Linked DNA regions of Mus musculus: region 1 is linked to region 2. A link is a contact called in public promoter capture Hi-C data. All regions are on one chromosome and are shown on one strand. Each heading gives the region's core, a stretch centred on a gene start, on an enhancer-like site or on the middle of the called end of the contact. The rest is flanking DNA. Distances are from core to core; before and after follow the strand shown. Region 1 overlaps Xkr5 (X-linked Kx blood group related 5). Region 2 has its middle 21 kb from the start of Gm35740.

Region 1 (4,293 bases), core at 1,453-3,952, 370 kb after region 2:
ACTGGGGCGGAAGTTTCTACCTGGAATGGGACTAATATTGGCCACGGTAACAGGAAAGGGCTTAGTGACTGCCTGAGGCAGCGCAGGCTGCCCAGGTCTGCTCTCTACCAGAGTCTCCGAGTGGGATATCCGCAGAACTACTGGGCTGCCTCTTTGGTGGGATGTGGTTCTGTCCATGGCGGCACTGAAATACAGTGTTGTGCTCTCCTGTCCTTCCTTCCCCTGCAGGGGACCTTCTGTCTCCTTCCCCTGAGCTGCAAGGTCAGCCTTGGACCCAGCCAGCTTTGGACTGTCCTCCTGGGTAGCTGGTGGCTTCTGGGTTGTTGCATTGTCCTCAAGCTCGCTGGCAAAGGAGAGATAGCTTGAAGTTTCCAATGACTCCATCTCTGCTTTCGGAGCCCCTACGTACTCAGACCCTTTCTCCAAGGTCAAAGGGTCACAGGGAGAGGATGGGAGGTCTTGATGGGAAAACAGGGGTTTCCTCTGCAGATCACAGTGTTGACTCGACCCCAGCAGAGGGGGACAGGAGCAGCCAGGGCTGTCACCTCCGAGGGCTGCGTTGATCCTAGATACACTTCCTGTCTTGAGAGCGAGTTTCAGCAACAGCCAGTGGTGGTGGCTGAAGAAAGAGGACTCCCCAGATCTCTGCTCCCCGAGCCCCACCTCTGCAGTGTTCTGCTCTGGGCTGGGGGCCTTATCTAGACTTGTTAGCTCATAGCTTTCCTCTTGGCACCAGCTTGAGCTGTCTGGCATCTCCCCTGTGGGATCCACGGCCCTGGGAGGAGGTTCTGATTCAGGTTTGTTATCCTCGATGGGGCCACAGCATTTCCTCATGAAGCTCTGCTGGATGTCTGAGGACTTAGGGTGTAGTAAGCTGTAATAAATAACCAGCGATGCACACCCTGAAACAGAAGACAACAAAAACCACAAAAGGGATAACATAGAGTTATGTTCCGGGACACCCCACATCCTGCTGCGAGTGACAGGTTCAGTGGCTACTTTGAATGGAACAATATAATGTTGACCAACAACAAGGTTCTGAGATTTCAGAACTGACCCTATCAATGGGTCAAGATTTTAAAGAGGGCCCAGCACCTACCAGCTAGGAATGTTTTGAAACTGTACACCATGGCTTCGCTTCTTTTGAGTCTCTCAGCCATTTTCCTGGAGGGCATCTTCCATTGACCGCTTGGCGTCACTTGCAGATTTGTGCATGCATGCGAGTGAGCACCAGAGGCATGGTAGAGATCTCCCAAAATCTTTCAGAATCCCACCACCAGCACAGTGTGGAAAGATGCCAAAGCCAGGGCAGGCAGGAGGTAAGAAAGCGGCCTCAAAAACAAGAGCCCGAAGCAGAGGTCAGTCATGCTCCTCAGAGCCGTGTCGGGGCATTTCCATGAACAACAACAACAACACTTCCTCTGTGCACAAACAGCTTAATCACATTGTTGTCAGTTTCATTTGTGTCGATCAGAAGTGTTGACTGCTGCAATAATCTCTTTACCAGAGCATTCCAGTAAGCCACCCACGTTGTTTCCAGTTTCCTGTCGCACTGGAGAAAGTGCCTGTGTTCAGGGGTGTTCATTAGGCGAGTAGAAGATGGGAACTAAGTGTGAGGAGGGGGGCTGAAGGCACCAGGAGATGGCAGCATGACAGACCGTAGGAAGAGCCCAAAGGACAGTGCCCCCAGACCCTCAGTGACTCTGGGGACAAGAGCAGGCCCTGGGCAGGGCACTGGTTTGTGGAAAATCAGAAGTGGGGACAAGGACCAGCAGTCCTGTCTGCATTGAACATAGCTCACATACTAGCTTCTATGCCTTGGATTCTCACTGAGCCCTAGCAATATGCAGTCACTCATCTTTGGCAAACAAATCCCAGCAAGGTCAGGAAAGAACAGCAAGCCAGAGGATGTTACCCAACACTACCCTGTGCACCCCGGGCACCAGTTAGGCAGCGGGATCTGCCATGGCCAGAGGCACCGGGTGTGTTGATTTTCTGTAGGATCCTGCCACCTGCTGGATTCTTGGCTGTAGCTCCAGGCTGGTGTGTAGTAGGCACTCAATACACGTTTGTCCAGTGAAAGAAGGAAACAGGGAGCCTGGATTTGGGCAGGAACTATCTCAAGTCTGTGTTCTTGATACTATAGTTCTCTTTAAAAAAATATTACTTGTTTTCTTGAGATGAAGCCTTGATTCATAGCCCAGGCTGGTCTCAAACCTGAGTCAATCCTCCTGTCTCAGCTAAGTGTTTGGATCGCACTGCTTGTACGGTTCATTTATAATAGTGTTGGGCATGAAACCTGGGGCTTCTTGAATGCTAAACAAGCACTCTACCCATGATCTGTTTCTGGATATATATATTTTAATAGGGTTTTTCTTCTTAGCCCAGGCTTGCCACAAACTTACTATGTAGGCCATGATGGCTTAGAACTCACAACAATGCTCTTCTTGCCTCTGCCTCCTAAGCACTGGAGTTATAGAAACAAACCATCATGTCTGTCAATAACATACGATGATATGACTTTAAACATGTATTAAATATAATTTTCTATAATGCCCGAGTTTAAGGACTGACTCAGTTTGGTTGTTCCTGTTCTGTCTTTTGACATACTCTCCCTTTCCTGCTGGAGATTGCCAGGAGGCCAAAGGAGTCACAGATGTGTCCAGCGCCACCTGCTGTTGGGCAACGGAGCAGCATGACACAGCCCAGTCCTTTCTAAGATGACAGGGCAGTTTTACTTCCTCCTATCCTGTTTACTGGACTGGGTCATACCGCCTGTGAACGAAGTGGTTAGGTCTCTCAGCTGTGAGGACTGTCACATCATATCCCAGTGGATCCCCTCTCCGCAGGAAGATGACTAGACAGAGGCCACTTTGTAGGTGGCGGAGTAACTCTTGCCTGGACACCTCGCTGTTTGGCCATTCACTTGCAAGCATGCTGCTTAGAAATCGGCCACTCAATGTATAGGCAGCATTTTGGACAGACGTGGCTGCTCCTACCTTTCCTTGAGGCCCCCATCAGTCTAGTCAGGTCTACAAAGCTAAGCTCAGAGTCTTAGGGCACTTACCTACAGCATGGGTCCCATCCCCTGCCCACTGCCCCTAACCTGTTCCCTGTCCTTCCTGTTAGCATTTCCTCTAGGCTCCGCCCAACAGTTGCCTAGCAACAGCCAGTACTAGGTTCCTAAATAAGAAAAAACAAAACAAAACAAAACAACAACAACAAAACAATTGTTCTTCTTATACGCAAGACAATCAGGGATTAGTGAGCTGTGGGTTCAGTAAGAACCCCTGACTCAGTAAGTGGAAAGTGGCTAAGGAAGACATCTGACATCAGCTGCAGGCCTCCACATACACACCACACATGAGCATCCCTACACATACCAATATATGCACATCCATGCATATATACCATACATATGTATATAACATATGTGCACACACTTGAAAATGAAAAGAATAAACATAAAATACAAATACAAGTTGGAAAGGAAGTGTGGCTAAGAAGGCTCAGTAGGTCTTACCAATCAGAAATCCAGACAAGACTCCCACCACAGTCCACAGGCTGGTCCCTGGTACTCCCTGCAGAAAGTCAGTGGCCAGTAGTAAGAGTATGGAGTTCTCCAGCAGCATAACCTGTGGGGACAAGAGAGAGTCACCATACCTGGGGGTCTGCTATCTGCACCTCTTCCCTCCTGTCCCTAGTACCTGCTGGGGTTCACAAACCAAGGAGCCTCCACCGAACAGAAGCTAGGCTCCAGGGGGAATGTTTCTACCCAGGAAGGCTTGCTGACGTCATTCATGGGAACATCCCCAGAGTCACAGACACAGGAAAATAGACTGAGCTTTGGCACAAGTGTTTCTATGTAGCCCACACTAAGATGGCTGACAGATGCTGGCACTGATCTAACAGCCCAAGGCTACATTCCTGGGGTGAATTGTCAGCCCCTTGAACTTCCTGCCTGAGGAATCACAGCTGCCGGGTGGAAACACAATGAGAGATAACTAGGGCCCTCACTGTTCTTATCCATCTCCTACCCCACCCTCACAACGACCCACCTCAAGGACCTGAGAACATCGCTTTGAAATACAAACATTCAAGGAGGTCACTCCCCCAGCTTGCGAGCACTTGCTCTTTAACTCAAGAGACCCATGTCTCCTGCCACTCATAGAGATACCCGCCATCTGTCCCTGCTCTGGACAACTCCAGTTAACACACCAGGTGAGACAGTCAATCAATGACCTTCCCTCCCTCCATTTCTACACATCTCCATTTCTATGACTCAAGCCTCAT
Region 2 (3,869 bases), core at 1,056-3,555:
CCGTGCGGTTGGCACATGGCTTTGGCTTTGCCATTTCCAAAGCATAGCAGCGCCACCTAGTGGCCAGGTTCAGAACTGCCGACTCGTCCTGGTCTTCGTAAGGGCTCTAGTCATGCACACATCTTGTGTGCACACAGACCGTCCCTTATGTTGGGTTTCTGTGAAGAAGATAATAAATATATAGTTAAACCGTAAATACATAATCGCTAAATATATAGACAAAATATATACTCAAAACCGCAAATTTCTCATTAATAATAGTTAAATGTCTTGTACAATTTCACACGGACTTTTCTAAACTTTTGCAATATCTGGGGGCTGATGCAAGACCAGGCACGTTTTACCTAAAGACGATGTATTTCAGGGATAAATTAATTTTTTGGAATTATACCGGGGGATGTGCATACTGATCTATGACTCACCTGCCCTAATTGAATTATTTTACAAATTAATAGGAGATAGTTCCGGGATTAATTGCCCCTCTATTACTTATCTCTTAATGAATTTTTAGAAAATGTTAACTGTATAGACTTTACGAAGAAAACGTTTTTCCATTAATCCTTTCTCGAGCTAGATGTTTCCTGGTATCCTACCAAGTTACATGGATGGGATAATTTTTAAAACATGACAGATGTTGAGGGACTCTTTGTAAAGCTAATCCACTTGTCACTGAGATTCTTTTTACTTAAGTCTTCAGCCTCCTGGTTCCTTTAGGCTATAAATTACATCTTTAAGTTATTTCCCTGTCTCGGTTCTACAGAGGACACCAGTGGCGGTACCAACAGTCTCATTTAAATTCTGCTTGCTCCGAGTCTCCCCTGTTATTATTGCCCCGTTTCTAGACTGTCAAGGGAGCTTGTAGGCATACTCGTCTTGCGCCAGCACGAGACTCTAATCACTTCTGTGTGTTCCCAACAGCTTGGTGGCCTGAAAGTCACCAGGCTGGGTGATCAATATTGAGAACACGTAGTCAAGGACTGAGGGTGTAGCTGTTAGTGTCTGGGTTTGCTTAGCATGAATGAAGACCCTGGTTCTATCCCAAGCACCTCATAAAACAGGCATTATGACACACAGCCGTAATCTCAGCCTTCAGGAGGTAGAGGATCTGGAGTTCAAAGCCCTCTTTAGCTCCATAAGGCCAGCCTGGGCTACCTGAAACTTGGTCTCAAAAAAAAGGGGTGGGGGGTGGTCTTCAAAATTCAGACACTAGGCAAAATGTCAGCTTCCTAAGCTTTTCCTTCCTCGTCAGAGGCAGTAAGGGCCCACGGAGTGATTTTGAATGTCTGCTCTTGAGTAGCAATTGCAGACTTGTAAAGGTGTGTGTCAATACATAGATTTTCCAACAGAAAGGAAACTGCATGAGGAAAGGATGACCACCCAACTGTTAGTGGCGGTGCTGTACATGAACCCGTCTTGTGTCGCAGGCAGCAATCTTATCTAACCTGTTTATCCTGAGCTCTCCAACCGTGCAGTGTCTGGGATGGACTTTGAAGTGGACTTAATGTTTTGTAGATCCCCTTATTAATTAGCAAACTCAATAATCTCTAAAGCATACTGACATTTTATGTTTGCGTGATCTTGCCTTGTGAGAACTTAGTCTCAGCAGCTCCTGCTAATTGCACTCAGCTTCAGTCCTTAATCCTGGCCTGAACGTGGAGTGGGTTTGAATGTATATGTCCCTCACGGGCTCCTGGGTTCTTTTTTATCTATTTTTTTATTAGATAATTTCTTTATATACATTTCAAATGCTATCCCGAAAGTTCCCTATACCCTCCCACCTGCCCTGCTCCCCTACCTACCCACTCCCGCTTCTTGGCCCTGGCATTCCCCTGTACTGGGGCATATAAAGTTTGCAAGACCAAGGGGCCTCTCTTCCCAGTGATGGCGACTAGGCCATCTTCTGCTACATATGCAGCTAGAGACACAAGCTCTGGGGGTACTGGTTAGTTCATATTGTTGTTCCACCCATAGGGTTGAAGACCCCTTCAGCTCCTTGTGTGCTCTCTCTAGCTTCTTCATTGGGGGACAGGCTCCTGTATTTTAGCACTGGGTTCTACAATTCTGCAAGCTTCAGGAGGTGAATTCTCACTGGAAGAAGTAGAACCCCGAAGACCCTGGAATTTTATAATTCAGCCCCACTTCCTTTTCACGCTCCTGTTCCTGTATGGATACAATGTGACCAGCTGGCCTCCTGCTCTGCCACTGTGCTTCCTGTGTAGATACAATGTGACCAGCTGGCCTCCTGCTCTGCCACTGTGCTTCCTGTGTAGATACAATGTAACCAACTGGCCTCCTGCTCTGCCACTGTGCTTCCTGTGTAGCTACAATGTAACCAGCTGGCCTCCTGCTCCTGCCACTGTGCTTCCTGTGTAGATACAATGTGACCAGCTGGCCTCCTGCTCTGCCACTGTGCTTCCTGTGTAGATACAATGTGACCAGCTGGCCTCCTGCTCTGCCACTGTGCTTCCTGTGTAGATACAATGTGACCAGCTGGCCTCCTGCTCCTGCCACTGTGCTTCCTGTGTAGATACAATGTGACCAGCTGGCCTCCTGCTCTGCCACTGTGCTTCCTGTGTAGATACAATGTGACCAGCTGGCCTCCTGCTCCTGCCACTGTGCTTCCTGTGTAGATACAATGTGACCAGCTGGCCTCCTGCTCTGCCACTGTGCTTCCTGTATAGATACAATGTGACCAGCTGGCCTCCTGCTCCTGCCACCAGTCATCCCCACTATTCTTCCCAGTCGTGATAGACTGTGTTCCCTTAGAACTGTAAGCCAGAATATGCTGTCCTCCCCAGATAACTTCCTCTCAGGTACTTGGTCACAGTAACAACAGAAGTAAGAAAAACACACTACAAGACTGTCTGTGGGTTCTGAGAAGATGCTTTGGAGTGAAGGGCATAGCTTACTGCAGAGTTTTCTATCCATTAGCCACTGCTTGTACATCTCTGTTCATGTCTCTGTATTAATTTCTTATTGCCATTGTGTATAGCAAGCAGCTACAGATTTAATGGCCACTTCAGAGAACAGAAATCCATCATGAATTTTTCTGGGCTCAAATTCTGAGTTCAAATTCTGGTTCTGAGAGCCAAGTTCCTACTGAAAGTCCCACAGGAGCCCCTGTCTCTGACATCTTCCAGTGTCTGCGGTTCTTGACTTGTGAGCCTATGCATTTACCTTCTGCTTCCACAGCCACATCCTCTTCCTCGTTTATGGTCTAGAGACCACCCTGAGCTCAGTGAGTCAGTAAATTTGTCCATCTCAAGGTCACACCTGAAACTACACCTGCAGGGTCCAGTCGGCCATGAAGGCAACTTGTTAACATCCTCCAGGAATTATCTAAGGCATCTCTAAAGACACTGTTCTTTGACCTGCCAAAGTACTTATCCTAATGCACCAAAAAATATATATGTGTATATATATATATACATACATATATATATATATATATATATATATATATATATATATATATGCACTTGAGGATACTTTCCAAAATAATAAGATGCTTTTAAGCATTCTGAATCCACTTAGCTCACTATGTAGTGGACAGTTTAACCAGTTATATTTAGTGGTAAACCTCTTGCGGTCCTTTACATATGTTCTTTCATTTCATGAGACTTGGAATTATGTACTTATATAGGCAGAGGTCTGGGCCCTGCCCTGGCTGTAACTTTCGGTCTTGGTAAGTTATCTGACCTGTCTGACTCCTGAGCTGTCTTACCATATATGCAGTCAGTGAAGACCATGCCTCCGTGAGGGTTTGCTGAGGGGTTAAATGTGAATATTGTTGACCACAGTCCCTGGCGTACAATGTATATATTCACTTCTATGGCTGCAATCTGTTGTGAGAGCCCATTCAATGCACC

The links. Promoter capture Hi-C pulls out the DNA fragments that hold promoters and counts their contacts.
Region 1: a promoter capture Hi-C map of the HPC-7 cell line shows a contact between it and region 2. The contact joins two enhancer-like sites. A contact is called at or near these places in 1 of 39 promoter capture datasets (the HPC-7 cell line), 1 of 15 datasets of contacts at CTCF or cohesin (the NIH/3T3 cell line), 2 of 484 Hi-C or Micro-C datasets (both in embryonic stem cells), 1 of 115 datasets of contacts at active chromatin or transcription factors (embryonic stem cells) and 1 of 9 other capture datasets (embryonic stem cells).

Annotation. Positions count from the first base shown.
Region 1 is chr8:18,933,704-18,937,996 of GRCm38.p6, forward strand. Xkr5 (X-linked Kx blood group related 5) reads right to left here. Exons shown (of 7, transcript NM_001113350.2): 6 at 3,524-3,635; 7 at 1-902. Among named protein-coding and RNA genes, the nearest start is that of Gm40464, 14 kb to the right of the region's middle. Within about 2 kb of position 2,703, at least 144 of the 459 cell types and tissues checked have an H3K27ac peak or open chromatin away from gene starts, as enhancers often do. A contact at or near this core is called in the HPC-7 cell line, where this site is marked.
Region 2 is chr8:18,564,791-18,568,659 of GRCm38.p6, forward strand. No RefSeq gene overlaps it. Among named protein-coding and RNA genes, the nearest start is that of Gm35740, 21 kb to the left of the region's middle. Within about 2 kb of position 2,306, at least 15 of the 459 cell types and tissues checked have an H3K27ac peak or open chromatin away from gene starts, as enhancers often do. A contact at or near this core is called in the HPC-7 cell line, where this site is marked.